Linked DNA regions of Sus scrofa: region 1 is linked to region 2. Evidence: chromatin contacts called from public HiChIP or PLAC-seq data. All regions are on one chromosome and are shown on one strand. The core of a region is the stretch at or near the end of the contact, and the rest is flanking DNA. Distances in the headings are between cores, read along the strand shown. Region 1 holds the start of KLHL33 (kelch-like protein 33). Region 2 holds the start of ARHGEF40 (rho guanine nucleotide exchange factor 40).

Region 1 (5,740 bases), core at 714-3,213, 400 kb before region 2:
CTAGTGAAAGCAGACTGGGCTAGTGGATGTGGATTTGTATCCTGGTTCTCACCAGTTAATATTTCTGAGTTTAATATTCTTTAACTGCACCTAGGCATAATGGTATCTAACTCACTAGTTTTCAGTGAGATTAAGTGAGATGGCACGTGTAAAAATTCTTGGAACCCAGTACCTCACTAAATGTTAGTAGAATCTGAATAACACTCAACTTTTTCAAACCTCCTTAGCTTTCCTGGTGATGAGCAGAGTTAACTTCAAAGTCCCATGACCCGGTAGCCTTAAGATTATGGCAAAACAGTACCAGATCTTGCTCATTAGCTGTAGGGTCCACGTCTGCTATGGTGTCAGGCACACTTAGAGAAAAGGACACACTATGAATTTTTCTACTGTGTTCCTCTGGCTTTTCCTGTCTCTTAAACAGAAGATACCAAGAAGGACCTTTGGTTACTCCCTATTTAATCACCTCCTGCTTGTTCTACTGCCATGGACTATAACTTTCCCTCCCGCCAGCTGGAGAAAATTTCCAGCTGGCTGGAAATCCCTTGTTACTGGGCCCAGGAAAAGCCACAGTATAAATCTGTCAGTGCTCAGAGGAAAACAACTCAACTGCGCATGCTCCATTTTCAATGGCTCAGGAGAGACACCAAAAGCCACCCCAGAGAAATTCTGTCTGCAGCGGGGATCAAAACTCCTATGGTAGGGATGGAACCACCTGCTGCTTGCACACACAATTCCAGGTAGCATATGCACCTGCATTAATATAACGCCCCACAGGCCCTCACCCCGCAGCCGGCAACCGCCTGCCTCCAGCTCCAGGTCACACCCGATGCCCTCTCGGTACAGGAGCTCAATGCTGCGCAGGTTCTCTCTCAGCTCCTCGGCCTGGCTGGGCTGCTTTTCATCTTCCCCGGCGCTTCCAGCCCCTTGGCGTCCCCTCTGGGCCACGGCCTTCACCCGGGGCGCTCCCAGGGTTTCAGCAGCTACCAACACATCCTCCTGCGGGGCGGGGCCCAGCACCCCCTCATAGGCAAAGGTCAGCACGGCCTCCCAGGCCCTGGGGGTTACGTCCAGGCTGAAGGGGGGTTGCGGACCTCCACTGCCCAGCAGCCTGCCTCTGAAGAGGCTGCTAACAGCAGCCAAGATCACCCGATGCACCCCATATATTCGCCCCCCAACTGACACCTCTTCATCCAGCAGCAGCCTCTGCTCCCGCAACCGCTGCGCTTCCGCGAAAAACTGGCTGGGATGCTCCTCACTGCACAGCCCCTCGGGCTCCGCCGCGTCTTCTCCGTCCTCATCCTCTTCTTCTTCCTCTAGGGACAAGGCTGGAGAGGGAAGGCTCCCTGGGGCCATAAGTCTGGGGCCAGGCTCTTCCAGAGGAAAGGGGGGCAAACTGGGATCCTCATCTGGGGACGGAGGCCAGGAGGGGGTTCTCCGGGCAGGCGAAGGGAAGCCAAGACCATCCTTCTGGACAGGAAGAGAGACATGCTCTGGGTCTGAAGGACGATGTGCTGAGTCCGAGACACTCATGGCGCAGGTTCGCTGGATTGCTGCAGTTGAACAAAGAGAAGAGAGGGTTAGAGCTGGACCCAGAGAGGCCAGAGGAAGCTTTGCCTCCTGTCCCCCAACATGTCAGTCCCTCTCCCTATTTCAACACGCCCCCGCCCATCCCAAGGCCTGAACATCTAGGATACACAGCGCAACTAATGAGGTTCACAAGGTGCAGTGAAGCACGGCAAGAAGCATGTGTAAAGATCCAGTACCCAGAACTGTACACCCCCCAACCCGGTCTTGCCCCCATCCCATTGTCACCCCCCTAAGACACCAGCGTTTGCTTGTCCTCTCTCTTGAGCCTGCTCTACTTTGGACAGCATGGCAGAGGGAACTCACCCTGCTTCCCTGTCAGTGGCCCCACCAGGCTAATTATAGCTGGTGCTGGAGGACTAGGGGTTGGGCTCCTGGTGCCCAAACTCAGACACCCAATCCCCTGGGCCTGTCCTAAGATGACCTCCTTTCCCCCTTCCACTTGTAGGCCAAGCCTGGTGCTGAGCTAGGCAAATTCAGGAGCCAGGAAGGATGCGGGGGATCAGGTAGTGAGCAAGGCTAAAAAGGCTACATTCACTGGACTGGGATGGAGGGGTGGGTGAAGCACGTCTGGACTGTGCAGACCCATGGGAAGGTGGGAAGAAAGAGTGGGGCATATGTTTTGAGTCAGTCCTGGTCTTTGAGTGCTGATTTTTCTAGATAAAGCTGGGACCTTGGAGCAAACAATACTGGTGTGAAACTCAAACATAATCCATCTGGTTCAATGAGGGCAAAGGGGTGGGAGAGGTAAAGGGGTGGGGATTAGGGCTGTGGACCATAGGAGACCCACTCCCGGCCAGGGGTTTCATCCCTGCTCCGTGTGGAGTCTGTGGTGAGAGAGAGACACTCAACACCGGGACTTAAGAAGTATCTGGAGGGGTCTAATCCTGCTAGTGGCTGGGATGAGGGTGAGACAGTGCAATATGGGATTGATCTCTGCTGCTATGGGGACAAGTGTCCTGGACTGGATGGCCTGGGTGTGTACAAGCATTCTCACTATTTCAAAAAGAACACCAACAGCCACTCTCTCTGCCCAGGACAACACCCTTGCTCATCCTGAGATCCCCTAAATCTGCACAGTCATTCTTCACTGCAGTTCCAGGTACCCTCAAGGGAAAAGAAATTAAAGAAGGGGCAGCGATTTTCCTTCCCTCCCTTCTCCCAGGAAGGTAGAGCAGACCAAGGGCTGTTGAGTGTGAGTTTCCTGGCCTATAAAAAAACCTGATCTGGGCTAAATAGATTGCCCAACAAGCTGACAACCGGGAGCCAAGCTGGATTGTTCCTTAGGACTCCTGTGAGATGAGTGGTGTTAGTATGGGGGAGGTTCGGGAAGGTGGATTGCTCTGCACAGCACCTCCTTAGGCTTTCAGGGATGCTCCTGTTCTCCACTTGCCGCCTGGGTACCCTCACCAACCAGGGTAGTGTTCCCTGGGCAAGCCCAGGCTGCTCTCCCCTAAATGGGTTGACGGAGAGAGGCACCCCATGATTGAAATGGGTGATATTGACCAGCCTCTGCACCCTCTCCCCCAGTTCAGACATTTTGCATCCTCTTATTGCCTCCCCTTGGCGAGACAAGGTAGCCAACACCTTGGGCCCCACCAGGAAGAAGAAGAACTGCTATTCTTCAGAGACAAACCTCAGGTTGGCCCCATCTACAAAGACAAGGACACTAGACCCCGCTCTGAATTCTCAGCCAACCCCATGGTCCTGAGATGGCTCCACCATAGCCACATGTCTGCTCTGCTTTGCCACAGTGAAACCCAAACCCTACAGTGAACCCCAAAAGTTGGATGAAACCCTCTCTTTTGAGCTATCATTCACCCTCCCTTAAAATCCTTGGGACTGACCTTTCCCCATAGCACCTCCAGGCCTATTAGCTCTTCTTTTTGTTGCTGACATGCTGGCTGGGGAGAGGTCTTAGCATCCCAGCCACATCTGTGCCATCTCAACCAGGGGACAGTGTGGCTTCCACTTCTACTGAGGAGCCCTGAGCAGAGCCATAGTCTCAAGAAGAGGATCCTGAGAATCCAGGGACCAGTCCTGGTAAAGCCCCCCAGCATGCTTTAGCTGGGTCATGGGATTCATGGTAATGGATTAGCACTCAGGGTTCCCAAAAGTCGGGGATCAAGTCAGGGAAAGAGATCTTTGCTCTAAGGAGAATCTCAAGAGTACCTGTGAGGGTGAGAGGAGAGAACTAAGGGTGACCTTGGTTCCTCCCCCTCTACCCTGCTTCCCCTGATCCACTGCATGCTGGACATCTAGGGCATCATGCTCCACCTATAGCTACATTAGGTCACTGCTCAGGTGGGCACATGTATGAGCTCAGGGCTCTGCTGGACAATAGAAAGGGATGTGGGACATGGTCTGAGTGAATGAAAGGAGCCTCATTTCCATCCCAGTCCAGGGCTCACATGGCTCATTATCCTGTTCTCAGCTTCATCACTACTGTCTCCAGCCTGTCTATCTCAGCAGTCTCCATCAATGGCAAAGTCAAGGCTGGTGAGTCTGTTGTGACTCCATGATCTCTCAGGGGCCCCAGACTTGTCATGAGTTGCTGAGACCACAGACTGACTCTTCCTTCTTCTCTTCTAAGGTGGCATCTACTTCCTTACCTTGCACAACCTGGATACAGAGCTTGGCAGTTCCATTGGAATCATCTTTCCTTTCACCAATGCAGTAGCCATGGCTGTGAACAGAGACTCTTCTTGCAGACCCTTGTGGAGCTGTTCCAAGTAATGCCCATCTCTTCCCTTGGTATGTCCTTTTCTCAAGTCGGCTGCCCACCCCCCAACCCTGCAAGCTTGCACTTTTGTGGCTCCAAGCTGGGAAAGTCATTTTAAGAGTCAGATGGAGGCATCAAATCAGCCAATAAAGTCTCTGATCCATGACCTGTGTTCTGTCCTTCCAGGAGCATGGGATGTAGTGAGAGGTGGACAGATCATGAAGGTGTGTGTGTGTGTGTGTGTGTGTGTGTGTGTGAGAGAGAGAGAGAGAGAGAGAGAGAGAGAGAGAGAGAGAGAGAGAGAGAGAGAGAGAGAGAGAGCGCGAGCAGATTTCCAGGGACCAGGGTGTGTGTGTGTGTGTGATAGAGCAGATTTCCAGGGACCCAGACCTGAAACTAGCTAGCTTTGCCGGGAGAAACTCCACATGCCAGTTCTTGAGCGGGAAAGTAAGGAAGACTCCTAAGGATCAGTTGGGATGAGCACTAGATGCGACTACTGGATGAGAAATGCCTTGTTTATTGCCCTCAGATATTTACAGAGATTCACCCCTCTGGCATGGGAAGGGACACTTTGCAGTTTGAGGCAAGAAGGAAAAGGACGCCCATTTAGCAACATCCTTTAATGGAAAGAGATTGGTGGGAAAGGGAACTATAGGCTTAGAGAGGAGAGTAAGGATGAGACAAGGAGAGTGGAGTTACTCCTTCCCTTTCACTCATCTCCCTCCCTCCCTCTCCATCTCTCCCTCCCTCTGTCTCAGGGGAGGAGTCAGCCATGGCATTCCGGGCCCAAATTACCTTCTTCTTCCCAATCCTCCCCTTTTGTCAACTACCTGCTGGGGACCCTCCTCCTCCTCACAAACCCTAACCAACAAGCCACTGGCTTCTTTGAGTATCAAGGTGAGACAGTGGGAAGCTGACGGAGAAATGTATTCTCCTAAGACCCCTTGATTTCTGATAGTCTGTCATTTACAAGTTGACTATCAGACCATTCTGAGTCCTAAAGTCCCTGGGCCAAAAATTCCCCTATGCTTCTCAACCTAACCTAAGCCACTGACACTAAACAGGGTAGAAGGGTAATACTATAGGCTGAATGAAGGAAGCCAGGAAGTGCTCCTCAAAACCTCATCTTTTCCCTCTGTTCTTTTATGTAGGAAGCATCTTCTTGGAAAAATTGGTCTCACAATGGTGTGGTCCAGAGGGCAGTTTCCCTGGTATGTTTTCTATCTTCCCTCAGCCATTGCGGTACTCACCAGATCTGTTATCTCTGGGGATTTCAAGGTGAGAAGGATGTCCAGGAACACAGTACACTATTACCCCTCTTTTCTTTTGACTAATGGTTCAACTTTTGTTAGCAGGACCCTGCTACTGCTATCCCCAGTGGAACCCTCCTTGCCATCATGTGGACCACACTTTCCTATCTGGGCATTTCTGCCA
Region 2 (6,380 bases), core at 1,349-3,848:
ATCCCTGGCTTTCCTTGCTCAGTGGGTTAAGGATCCAGCATTGCTGTGAGCTGTGGTGTAGGTCACAGACACGGCTCAGATCTGATGTTGCTGTGGCTGTGGTGTAGGCCAACGGCTACAGCTCCTATTCAACCTCTAGCCTGAAAAAAGAGTCAGAATTTCATCTGTCAAATGGGAGTTTAATAAACTCCAAAGAATCTGAAGTTGGTGAAATATAGTGAGAACTGTTTGTGAATGCACAAGAGAACTTCTAAGCCTGCTCTATTCCCAGCCTCTAATCTCTCCATTATAATCTGTCCACTTCATATCTCCCCCAAATGAACACATCAACACACACTCCCTTGTAGAGACACACACACCAACCACACACACACACACATCCACTCTTAGGTAAGGGCTTGCATTCTTGGAGAAACTAGCATTTAACCACTATAAGCTACCTTACTTAACAAAATAAACCTTTCTAAATTAGCACAGATTAAAACTCCCAGAAAGGAATAACTGGATCCCAGATCCCAAATCCAAAATCCCTCACCCCATAAGCTCAAAAACTTTCAATGACTCCCTTTTTCCCAATGGGGGGAAAAAAAGCTCCACTCCTTTTTCCCCCCAGGAGTTACTCCTATAGCCAGCTTAATTTATATGCCACTTCCCAGTTGTGGGTACCTTTGATTCTACCACCTGTTCCCCAATTTGCTTGAGTATAAAGAATGTAAGACTTGGTGAGGTAAGGTTCAGATTTTCAGTCAACACGGGTAGTGGATGAGCTGTGTTTCAAACAAGTGAATAAAGTTGACAATATATCCTCAAGAAAGTTTCCTAAATTCTGGCCTCAGTAACCAGCCTCTGGGCAGCATTTACAGAGCCGACACCAGGGGGTAGCAAAATCTCGCTCTCACGGTTCTCAGCACTAATTATAGGGAAGCTGGAGAGTCTGGAGGACTAGAGGGCCCATAAACCATTGATGGAAAAGAGCTCCAGCTCCCTGCCTCTAACTCTGCTGGGAAGATGGTCACTGAGGTTTGCTGCCCTAGATTATTTTTTGACGCTGTGGAGCAGAGGAATCTTCTTGCTTTCAAGAAGAATGAACACTTTCTCTCTCTTCTTTTCCAGACCCCGTGGAGTGGAGAAAGGGTGGAGGTTAGCATCCTGAGGAGGTGAGAGAAGAAGCCCAACACCTAGGCGACCCCCGCCCCTTTCCCCCAATTCCACTCCCCCCACCCCACCCCACCCCTGCCTCTCCAAAGACTGCCCTGAGGCTCTGGCCTCCTGGCTTCGTAGGAACTACTGTATCCACTGCACGACGTTTTCCAAACGTCACCCTCCAGCCCCGCAGCGGCACTTGCCTTCAAGTCCACTGCGGAGTCTATTCGGCTTTCCGATCTTCTCAAATGTCCACCCTTTGGAAGCGCCCCTCCCCATGTTCCCCACCCTTGCAGGGCTTCCCGTTGCCAGCTCAGAGGAGAGGCAAGGCATCTCCCTCCTATGCCTAAGGCTCCCCTAGGCCTCCTGGGGGACCCTCGCCAGGGCTTCGTTTCCCATCCAGACGCAGCGGAGGATGGTTGAAGCTAGAACTTTCTTAACTAGCCTGCTCCTTTGTCTACTGCGTCAGATAGCCATCCCCATCGCCCGGAGCCCTAGCGGCCTTGGGAAACTCTCTAACGCCACCCCACAAGAAGGAAGGGTCTGGCATCCAGTATTGGATCACGGGGCTGAATGAGGATCCGGTGGCTTCCCTCTGCTAACTAAGGGAGAGATCGGGGATGCGGAGGGCAAGGGGCAGCGAGGAAAGAACTCAGAAAACGTCCCCCGGAGTGCACGCCTTAAGTGGAGGATCCTGATCCTGGGACCCTGCGCGCATTCAGCCTGGACGTCCACTCCCCTCCTCAAGCCTTCACCCCAAGCCTTCACCGCTCCCAAATTCCCCCACGCCCCCGCCCTCCCCAGGCAGCACAGAGGAGCCCATTGTCGGAGCCCGAAGGCTCGAGGCTGGAGGAGATGGGAGGGGAAGGAGGAGGGCGGACAAGTCCCTGGAGAGTGGGAGGAATCCCCCGATTTTCCTGTCCTCTGTTCCACCGGAGGCGGGCAGGGGCCTGGGGGATGGGAGAGGGGGGTCTCTTCTGAACTCCAGGAGCTGCCGAAGTCTGGCAACGGAGGGGAGAGGAGATTCCCGGGCGAGTTAGAATCTAGAGGCTTCCGGCCACCAAAAGGCTCCAGGCCTAGGCTGGGGACCCCAGGGAATTCACGCACGCTCCAGCCTTTGGACTGTCCCTTGGGGAGACTAAACTGATCCCTTAGGGAGCGCGGCGGTGGCGGGAAGAGGGGCATCCTCGGCGGGACGGGCCTCCGAGGGTCAGGGTCCGGGCTACGGACTGGAGGGCGGGGCGGAGAAGGAAGAGAGTTGCGGGAGAGCGGTGCAGATCCGCTGGGGGCGTCGGGGGAGAGGCCAGAAGCTCCGCGCGGGAGTGGCAGTCCCGACAGGGGGTCCAGCGCGGAGGCAGAGGCGGGCACTGAAGGGCGGGGCGGGGAGGGGCGGCCGTCTCGACCCTCCCTGGCGGGGCCCCGCGGCCTGGGAGCGCGAGCGGGCCGAGCCGCCACCGCGGCCGGAGCTGTCCCCTAGCCAGACCCGGCGAGACGCGAGCGGCGGGAGGGAGGCGGCGGCGCGCCCGGCCCCGCCCGCCCGCCCCAGCGTCGGACGCGGCCCGGAGCCGAGCCATGGTGAGTCCCCCGTCGCAACCCTGTGTCCCCTCCGCCTTCGCGCAGCCCGCTCGGGATCACCAGTCCCCTGCTTGGTGCCTCTTGCTCCTTCTTGGAACTCTTGAGCGCCCTGGGACTCTCCTCCCTCCCATCCCCCCTTCTTTTCTTTGATCTGTCTGTCTGCCCCACAGTCTGGCTCTGTCCCCACTGGGTATTGCCCTCACTCCTTTCTTCCTCCTTTTCTCCGCCCCTCCCCCAACCTTCCATAGGTCTCTCCCCCTAAATCCACACACCTCCTCTCGCCCTCTTCGGTCCTGACCTGTGCCTTCCTTTGCAGGATCTTCCCTCCCCCTCCCGGTCCCAGCTCCTTACCCGCGGGGGACCCGTGCGGGTTCGTGCTGCAGCGGCCCTAGAAGGGGCCCGGCCTCGGGTCATGAGAACTGACCTGCTTGGAACCACCATTTTCCATCCCAGTCCCCAGGCCCGGTGAGCCGGGCCCACCCATCCGGCCCTGGGGGACCGCCACAGCTGTGGCTGGGCTGGGGCCAGGGACCTGGCCAAAAAGGGAAATTCCCGCGGAGAAAGCGAGGCTGCCTCAGAACAGTGGACAGAATGGGGAGGGGGGCTCACAGTGCCAGGGGGCGTGACGCTGCCAGATCAGACAAGAGATGCGGTGGGGGCGAGGAGTTGCCCCTGAGCTCACGCTGCAGGGAACCGAAGCGCTGTCTCCAGGAGTCGCAGCTGCAGAGGGAAGGGAGAACTGACGGGAGCTCCCTGCAGCCAGCTGGGGACCCAGGCAACAGCAACTCAGGGCACAGGAATCAGGAGAGCCCTGTTAAGGGAAGCCCATACCAACCGGAGTGGACACTATCCTGTGAACTTTCACTCCAAAAGTACTCTCTGAAGAGTCACTGCAGGTGTGGGCACTGCCAGGGAGAGCGCCCACTGCGGGAGGGATTGGGGGGGGCGCGGCCAAAGGGGCGCTCACAGCAGGGAGTGGAGCGGGAGAGGCCCTGCCAGGGGGCGCTCATCGGAGGGAGTGGAGGAGGGGGAGGAGCACCACCCCGGCTGCTTCTTTACAGAAGGAAGGGCACCCCCTGGCCGAGAGGCTGGAATGAGAAGAAAGAGGAACCGAGCCAGGGAGAGCTGACTCAGTCTCTCTGGTCTCCTCTTTGGTCCCGGCCGGCTGAAGGCCCGGTCTCTGAGCTCCTGCCCGCCGCCTCCCACCCCGACCCCTCCTCCCCTCCTGCCGCTGCCGTTTCCTGTGGCTGAGACTCTCGCTCAGCCATGAGCTCACCGCCCCTAATGGGTTGCAGCTGCCTCGCTGCTCCAGCTCTAGCTCCCCCTTCCAGGCCTCCAAGCGGACGGCCCACTCTGCCTCACCCCCCGCCCATCTCCACCCTCCCCCCACCCACGCTCCCAGCGCTGGCCGGGTCCCCGGAACACTGGGGGGTCTGTCTGCTCGCCCACACACCTTGGGGCCGGGTCTCTGTGCTGACGCACTGACTGTCGGTCTCTGGACTGGCCGCCTCGCTTCTCAGTCGGTCTGCACAGGCGGGCAACACTCTGGGCTGGAGGGACTCAAAGGAAAACGTGCAGTTTTGTCCTGAAGGCAAAGGCGGCGGACGGCGGGGTGGGGGTGGGGAGCAAAGGGGAGTAGAGAACTAGATAAACACTTCACTGGGCAGTTAGAGCAAAGAAATCTGATAAAAGGAATTTCAAAGCCACCTTGTAAGAGAAATAAGTTTGCAAAGGAATAGCCTGAGGGGTGGTTGTTTAGGGTGTGAAATGGAGAAAGATATCCAGTTGTTTCACTTAGGGAAGTGAGTCTGGAGGAAGCAAGGCTGACTTTTGAGAGGGTGGCTCCCAGTGCAGGTTGGCAGAGAGGCCCTACAGAAATCAGAAAATGTTTCAGTTCTAATACTTACCAGCAAGCCCTTCTCCTCACTTTCCTACAAGTTCCTTTTGTGACTTTCTCCTCTTTCAACTGTCCCCACCCACCCAGGTCTTTGTAACCCAATCCCACATGCTCTGGGAATGGGTGATTGCTTTAGAGCTGGTCTGGAGAGGGAGGGCGGGTGCTAGAAAGACTCGAAGCAGATAGCCCTTCAGTCCACCTTCTTCCCACCCAATGACCATCTCTAGCATGTGATTGTTCATGGGTGATGACATCTTCCCTTAAAATGGGGGTTCCTGGATAGTAGGCCCTGTGAGCAGGGACTTACTTGTAGGATGGCTATAAAAAAGGGCTCCACCCTCCCGAGCTGAGACATCAGTGACTGTCCTGATGGCGAGGGGCCTATTTCTTCCTGAGGAGGGCCTAGGCAGTCGCTCCAATTTACAAGAAACAGGTTCGGCCCAGATCAGACACATTCACGAAAAAGTCTCCTCAGATCTCCAAAGCCAAGGTCTCCGAGCTGACTGGCTCAGCCCCAGTCTCATCAGCCAGCATTTCCTGCCTGCTGTCTCTCTGCACATACTTTCTATGCAATGGGGCCGCAGGAGGACTCAGCCAGCCTCCAAGGAGCCATGCATGCTTGGGTGATCTCTAGGGATCTGCAGCCTCCTCTTGTCTCTCTTAGGAGCCTGAGCCAGTGGAGGACTGTGTGCAGAGTACTCTGGCCGCCCTATACCCTCCCTTTGAGGCAACAGCTCCCACACTGTTGGGCCAGGTGTTCCAGGTGGTGGAGAGGACTTTTCGGGAGGATGCGCTGAGGTACACACTGGACTTCCTGGTGCCCGCCAAGCACCTGCTTGCCAAGGTCCAACAGGAAGCCTGTGTGAGTGAATGCATCTCTATTTCATCTCCCCTAAGATCCACTGCCTCACCCCAGACACCAGTCAGACCGACTAATTCCCCCCCGCCCCCAACCGAGATACTGCCTCCCCTCATACTGATCTCCTCAGAGGCACTCACCATTCAGATACTAACAGAGACACTCATCGTCCACAGATATTAACCTCTAAGAAATGTAAACTCCCAAAGACCCTCACCCTCCGGGCCCATTCCAGATATTTCCCCCCTTGTATTAGCTTTTCAAATTACTGACTCTCCCAGATATGACTCAACAGAGTCAATTCCACAGATATAAAGACCTCCTAAGAGTCTCTGGCTCCTCCAAGATGATGGCATCTGCTGTCTGTGTCTTTGTAGTGACACAGTTCTCACCCTCCCCCTCATGGAACTAACTTCTTAGAGAAGCTTTCTACCACCAGAAAATGTATCTGTCCCAATCCTTTCCCCTATCACATGCACACCCCAAGATCTTTCCTCCTGTCCTCCTGGGATTTTAACCCACCAGGCATAAGGCCACTCTTGCCTAGGGTATGCTCATTCTAACTTTCCCTTCCTGCTGGTTTCATCAGCAGGGGTCTGAGCGCAGCCTGCCACCTCTCTCCCCAGGCCCAGTACAGCGGTTTCCTCTTCTTCCATGAGGGCTGGCCCCTCTGCCTGCACGAGCAGGTGGTGGTGCAGCTCGCAGCCCTACCCTGGCAGCTGCTGCGCCCAGGAGACTTCTACCTGCAAGTGGTGCCTTCAGCAGCCCAAGCACCCCGCCTGGCACTCAAGTGCCTGGCCCCAGGGGGTGGGCGGGTGCAGGAGCTGCCTGTGCCCAATGAGGCCTGTGCTTACCTGTTCACACCTGAGTGGCTGCAAGGCATCAATAAGGACCGGCCAACAGGTC

What was found. HiChIP or PLAC-seq counts read pairs in DNA pulled down with a chosen protein or histone mark.
Region 1: an H3K27ac HiChIP or PLAC-seq map of skeletal muscle shows a contact between it and region 2. The contact joins the promoter of KLHL33 here to the promoter of ARHGEF40 in region 2. A contact is called at or near these places in 1 of 5 promoter capture datasets (liver) and 1 of 2 datasets of contacts at active chromatin or transcription factors (skeletal muscle).

Annotation. Positions count from the first base shown.
Region 1 is chr7:78,466,473-78,472,212 of Sscrofa11.1, reverse strand. It overlaps KLHL33 (kelch-like protein 33), which reads right to left and starts at 1,963. Exons shown (of 6, transcript XM_003356720.4): 1 at 1,891-1,963; 2 at 783-1,550. The coding sequence starts at 1,530.
Region 2 is chr7:78,063,764-78,070,143 of Sscrofa11.1, reverse strand. ARHGEF40 (rho guanine nucleotide exchange factor 40) reads left to right here and starts at 2,598. Exons shown (of 26, transcript XM_021099307.1): 1 at 2,598-2,718; 2 at 5,280-5,477; 3 at 6,101-6,380. The coding sequence starts at 2,716.